Linked DNA regions of Mus musculus: region 2 is linked to region 1. A link is a contact called in public HiChIP or PLAC-seq data. All regions are on one chromosome and are shown on one strand. The core of a region is the stretch at or near the end of the contact, and the rest is flanking DNA. Distances in the headings are between cores, read along the strand shown. Region 1 holds the start of Ext1 (exostosin glycosyltransferase 1). Region 2 holds the start of Tnfrsf11b (tumor necrosis factor receptor superfamily, member 11b (osteoprotegerin)).

The links. HiChIP or PLAC-seq counts read pairs in DNA pulled down with a chosen protein or histone mark.
Region 2: an H3K4me3 HiChIP or PLAC-seq map of forebrain shows a contact between it and region 1, with 6 times the contacts expected there. The contact joins the promoter of Tnfrsf11b here to the promoter of Ext1 in region 1.

Annotation. Positions count from the first base shown.
Region 1 is chr15:53,344,083-53,347,435 of GRCm38.p6, reverse strand. Ext1 (exostosin glycosyltransferase 1) reads left to right here and starts at 1,253. Exons shown (of 11, transcript NM_010162.2): 1 at 1,253-3,034. The coding sequence starts at 2,073.
Region 2 is chr15:54,276,525-54,279,786 of GRCm38.p6, reverse strand. It overlaps Tnfrsf11b (tumor necrosis factor receptor superfamily, member 11b (osteoprotegerin)), which reads left to right and starts at 1,303. Exons shown (of 5, transcript NM_008764.3): 1 at 1,303-1,572. The coding sequence starts at 1,540.

The DNA.
Region 1 (3,353 bases), core at 4-2,503:
ACAAAGGTTGAAAACTTTCCACTCTGCCTTATTATAACCATACCATGGGTACACAACCGGCTGGGGTTTTCAGTAGCCCGAGGGAGGTAGGGATGTGTCTGCTCCCAGCTCACTCACTCCCACAATAAACAATCACTAAACAGCTTGCTGCCCTAGGCAACTGCTTGTCCAGCTTGGCCAGGCTCTGAGGCTAGGGTGGGTAAGTGTTCTAAGCCAGAATTCAGGCTGTGAGGCCAGGTAATGCTTGGGAGTCTAGCACAGCTTGGAGGTCCTGGAGGTTCCTTTCAGAATCATCCAATTAAGTTCACTCAGAATGACAGGGGCTTGGGGCAGGGGAGTCGACAGAAGGAAGGTCAATTGAAGGAACCGTGGCACATTTATTGTAAATACATTTTTTTTTTTTTTTTTTTTTTTGCTTCAAAGGTTCCCTTCTACAGCTAGGGCCAGGTGACATCTTAAAAATACCACCTCAGGAAGAATAACAACACCGATGGGGGCAAAATGAAATGGCTTTCTTTTCAGCCATTAGATCCCTCCCGGCCCAATATCAGTGAATAGAACAGGTGGGAGGGATTCGGGAATGGAAGAGAGGGCACGCAGATCAGATGGCTTTAGGAGGTGTCTTCTCACACTCAGCCACAGATCCATCGGACTGTGACAATTCCTCCTTATTGTTGAGGATTAGGGTGTCTCGGCGAGGAAGACAGAAAAATAGGTGGATTACATAGGGGAATTAGAAAGACCACTTAAACGTTAAAAACAAGACCCACCAAAAAATTGGTCCTCAGCGGGTCCAAGTGTGGGGGGAGAGACATCCCGACCTGCGCTCGCTTTCCATGAAGTCCCCACCCCCCTTCCCCTCGCTTCTCCATTTTCAAGGCATCCTTCTCCAGGAACCGGTCCTCTCAGCCTCCCGGCGGGGAGGCGTTCCCGGCTCGTGGAGACCCGGGGCATCCCGAGCAGCGGGCTGCTGGCCACGTCCCCACACTTCCTCCCGCGCCTCTGGGGCCCGTCTGGTCCGGGTTGCATTCCCGGCCCGGCGTGCAGAAGGCCGGCGGTGGGCGACGCCCGGCCGGCTAGCGCTCCGCCCGCCGCCCGTGCGCTCCTGGGTCCCCGCGCCCGCGCCGCGCCGCGCCGCGCCGGCGCCTCTGCCGGCCGCCGGGGGTTATGAATGGGCGCAGCGGAAGCCCCGCCCCACCCGGACGTGACGCCCGGCCAATGGCAGCGCGGGCTGCGTGGATGGATGAGGTCAGCGCTGTCGTGTCGGGAATGGAATGTGTAAGTGTAACATTCAGAACCGGGTAACATTCGGCGACCGAACGCGGCGGTCGGCAGTGATAGCGCGGGGCCTGCGAAGCACCGCTCGGGGCCGGCACTGCCCGCGGGGAGGACGCGCCGCCGCCGCCGCCCCGCGCCGCCTCGTGCCGCCGGCCGGGCCGCCGCGCGCCCGGGGAGCCGGCCCCGTGAGCGCAGGAGTAAACACCGGCGGAGTGTGGGAGCCGCTGCAGAAGGGAATAAAGAGACATGCAGGGATTTGTGAGGTTACGGCGCCCCAGCTGCAAGATGCACTAGCCGGCTGAAGCCGGGGCGGATTGACTTGTTGGAACCGTAGTGCTCTGCACCGGAGTGTGGATGAGTTGAAGTTGCTTTCCCCGGGCTCGTTCTCCACGCCGCCGAGAGGAATCCGAGCGGAGAGGCAGTCACTTCGTCTTGCCATTGATTGGGTATCGGGAGCTTTTTCTTCCCTGCTCTCTTTCTTTTCCTCCGTCTTGTTGCATGCAAGAAAATTACAGTCCGCTGTTCGCCCGCCCTGGGTGCGAGATCTTCTGCCCGGCTCTCTCCCGTGCATTGTGCAGCCCAAAGATGAAAGACCGAAGGGGAGAAAGTTAAAGAAATCGCCCACATGCGCTGGATCAGTCCACGGCTTGGGGAAAGGCATCCAGAGAAGGTGGGAGCGGAGAGTTTGAAGTCTTTACAGGCGGGAAGATGGCGGACTGGAGCTGAAAGTGTTGATTGGGAAACTTGGGTGATTCTTGTGTTTATTTACAATCCTCTTGACCCAGGCAGGACACATGCAGGCCAAAAAACGCTATTTCATCCTGCTCTCAGCTGGCTCTTGTCTCGCCCTTTTGTTTTATTTTGGAGGCGTGCAGTTTAGGGCATCGAGGAGCCACAGCCGGAGAGAAGAGCACAGTGGTCGGAATGGCTTGCACCAGCCCAGTCCGGATCATTTCTGGCCCCGCTTCCCGGACGCTCTGCGCCCTTTCTTTCCTTGGGATCAATTGGAAAACGAGGATTCCAGCGTGCACATTTCCCCCCGGCAGAAGCGAGACGCCAACTCGAGCATCTACAAAGGCAAGAAGTGCCGCATGGAGTCCTGCTTCGATTTCACCCTTTGCAAGAAAAACGGCTTCAAAGTCTACGTGTACCCGCAGCAGAAAGGGGAGAAAATCGCCGAAAGTTACCAAAACATTCTAGCGGCCATCGAGGGCTCCAGGTTCTACACCTCGGACCCCAGCCAGGCGTGCCTCTTTGTCTTGAGTCTGGATACTTTAGACAGAGACCAGTTATCACCTCAGTATGTGCACAATTTGAGATCCAAAGTGCAGAGTCTCCACTTGTGGAACAATGGTAGGAATCATTTAATTTTTAATTTATATTCTGGCACTTGGCCTGACTACACTGAGGACGTGGGGTTTGACATCGGCCAGGCGATGCTGGCCAAAGCCAGCATCAGTACTGAAAACTTCCGACCAAACTTTGATGTTTCTATTCCCCTCTTTTCTAAGGATCATCCCAGGACAGGAGGGGAGAGGGGGTTTTTGAAATTTAACACCATCCCTCCTCTCAGGAAGTACATGCTGGTATTCAAGGGGAAGCGGTACCTGACAGGGATAGGGTCAGACACCAGGAATGCCTTATATCACGTCCATAACGGGGAGGACGTCTTGCTCCTCACCACCTGCAAGCATGGCAAAGACTGGCAAAAGCACAAGGATTCTCGCTGTGACAGAGACAACACCGAGTATGAGAAGTGAGTAAGGGCTGCCTCCCTTCGAGGCTCGGCCCTGGGCCCTGGATACCTGAGTCCAGGTGGGAGGGTGGGGGATGCGGGGTGGAGACAGAAGCCCTCAGTTCTGTTGCTTCCTTGGGATCCAGCGGCTGGGTTCAAGTGTGTGGGGTGAGCTTGGGCTTCTCAGGCAAACTCGACAAGAGTACTCTCTCCAGTCAAGTTGGTGAAGAAGGGAATCTTCCTGATACTTTGAAAACCATTCAGGACCCATGTGTCTTTGGCGCATTATGGGGGCTCGGATCCAAGTTTTGGAAAGGGTACTAAAGGGTATTTGTGACGA
Region 2 (3,262 bases), core at 54-2,553, 930 kb before region 1:
TGTGTAGATAATCAATCTCTCATTGCAGCTGCTTTTCCAAATGATTCTAGGTTTTGCCACTACTGCACCCTGACATCACGTTACATTTTGAGAAAAATGTTTTCAGCTAATATCCCAGACAACTATTCCTGAACAGAAATAATAGCTCTGCCACTTACACAGGGCTTGAAAGTTAACATTTAGGTTTATTTGGATGGTAAGTGTTGTTATCACACTGTTGTTGCAGTAGAAACTAAAACACAGGAGACTAGTATAGAATCATGCAGCTTTTCCTTCCTCCAAAATGTCTTGATGGAGTGAACTACTTTGAACTCATGATAGCATGAGATCCATCGTGCTGTGAAGAGGTGGAGCTCCTCTTGTTGACAGAAGAATTTGCCCTACTCAGGAGACATCTCACTAACCCAGCTCCTGATAGAGAAGCCAGTTCTGCAAGGAGTAATCACGCTGTAAGCATCACATTATATGCAGGTTTGAGTGACCACCTACAGCTGACTTGAGAGTTGCCTATGGCATCTTGGAATGGGAATTCAATTTGGAAACAGTGACTTCTAACCAGTGAGACGGCTGATGGGTGGGAGAAGAACCTTATTTTGCAAATCTTTAAACGTGCCAACAGCAGAGGGCAGTGAAGAGGCAACTTAATGGGTGAAGAGGCGTTTGACCAGAAGCTTAGTGGTTAGGACTCTAAGGAGCCAACAACCCTTTATGAAAGAGGATGCTGGGAAGGGAAGCGATGCTTGTAAGGTTTTCCTACTCCAGGTACAAAGAATTTATTCTTCTGGTTCTCCCTAGCTTCTGACAACCCAGGTAAATATGAGTTGGACAAATAAATTCTTTAACGGGCCCAGGACACTTTGCATGTTAACGACTACAAACTCTCAGTCGTTTTTGAGGACAATGCCATCCCTACGCGAGAGGGATTATTTGGGGAGCTACAGAATCTTTGGGAAGGAGTTTAGATAATAGGCCAAACGAAAACCTCAGCCTTCTCCCAGAAAGGGTACAGTGACTGAGACATGTGGCAATAGGCTGCTGAAGTTGAAACCTCGGGTAGAGGAGCCAGAGCCTGGAGGCTGCCCAGCGGCTCCCCCAAGTGTACTCAGCCTCTCACCACAGGTCACAGCTGCCCTGAGGCTAGCCGCTGGCAGAAAAAGCTTCGGAACTCCCAGAGGCAGCGGGACAGCTGCTGCCTTGTTCTTCAGCTCAGCGGTGGCTTTCTCCTTCTTTTCTTCTTCCTTCCCCCTCTCTCTCCCCCTGCAGAAATCAGTCATTCCCTTCCCTTGTCCCACGCCTCCGCGCAGGATCCTCCCACTCCGGCTCCTAAAGCGTTAACCCCGGAGTGTCCCAAAGCCCCACCACTAGCTCCCAAGGTTCCTAAAAAGGAACAAGGTTTGTCCAGACAGAGACTAATAGATCAAAGGCAGGGCATACTTCCTGTTGCCCCGACCTTATATAAAACGTCATGATTGCCTGGGCTGCAGAGACGCACCTAGCACTGACCCAGCGGCTGCCTCCTGAGGTTTCCCGAGGACCACAATGAACAAGTGGCTGTGCTGCGCACTCCTGGTGGTAAGTCGTGGGCAGGAGGCTGCTGACCACCTGGGCTCGGGACCTCCCCTCCTGCTGATGGGGACCAAGCCCGGCTACCTCAGGAGGGAGCTGGGGTTTGGTTGGAACACGAAGCCTCTTTCTAGCTACAGCAGCAGGCTGCCCTGAAGAGTGAATGGCTTTTTCATGAAAAGTTCCAGCTGAGTTTATGCAGATGGGAGAGGGACACGGAGAGAGGCCTTTTTAAAGACTTTTTTGCTTGGTTTTTATTCATTTTATTTACCTTATTTATTTACTTACTTATGTTCTTATGTGGAACACCATACCTTCGCTTCACCGAACTTTTTTATTACTGCAGGTGTTGGAAAGAGAGGCCAGACTTTTTTGAAACTTCTGTAGAAAAGTTTGGATGGAGAGGATAGTCTGAAACAACATTAGCCTAACTTACATATGGGTTGTGGGCAATACAGAAAATATTCTCTTATTTTTCTGTGCAATTTGCTGTTTTACTAAAGTTCTATTAGTCTAGTTCTCAACTTCAGTAGTGTGAAAAATATGAACAGACTAATGATTATTACGTTGTAGAATATAGTTAAACAACCAGATCAGTTCAACTATAAAGAAAGATGGTTCAAACCTGTTTTGAAACGTTGTTTGGAAAATAAAGGAATCTCTTTTATTGGCTCAGGCATTTGGCAAATTGTTATTTAGGTTTATAGACAAGTTTTTTCCATGCCCCAAATTTGTTTCCTTCACATCAGTAGCCTGTGAAACACATGAAGTTACAAATCAGACAGAGAAGTCTGTCTTTGAGTGATTTCTCTGTCTGGAATGCACTAGAGTCAGTGTTTCAATTTCATCCTCCTGCTCACATAGTGAGAATTAAAAACTATGTAGTCTTTCCCTGAGCTTCAGGGACACACAGACAATCATATGTAATACCAAAGTCACTTAGGAAAAAGTGGACAGGAGAGTATACATACATATGCCAACTTCATGTGTACATATGCAGATATGTATACATGTATATACATATATATTACATATATCCACTAATATGGACATATGGAGAATTTTCTAATTTTACTTTATTTTAGGTGTATATGTGGTTCCCTTGCATGTATGTCTGTGTACTGCTTGTGCATCTGATGCTAACTGAGGCCAGAGGAGGGCATCAAGTCCCTTAGAACCGGAGTTACAGACAGTTGTGAGCTGCCATGTCGGTGATGGGAATGAAACCCGAGTCTCTGGAAGAGCAGCCAGTGCTCTTGCTGAGCCATCCCTCCAGTTCCACTAAGAAGAACTTTTTAAGAAGTGCAATTTTTAGAGACAGTGAGATGGCTCCATGGGTAAAGGCACTTACAACCAATCATTGTGAACTCAATCCTTGAAAACCTGTGTGGAAGGAGAGACCTGGCTCCTGACGGGCATCCTCTGATTTCCACTGACACACTCTGGCACATGTGTATCTGCACTGACACACAACAAATGAATGGAAGTCTCAAAAGAGGAAAGAGCATAGAGTGCTTTGCACAGGTGGTAGTGCCTAAGTGCCTTTATCAAATTGAGCACCCATGAGCTGGCAGAAAGTGCTACAATTACATATCAGTACCTCCCATAAAGGTCCGTGCATCCCTCCCTTTTTACTACTGTGTTCATAGTCAGAATAATAGATAGCACAAACAGGTTTGGCATGTAATTAAACTTTATT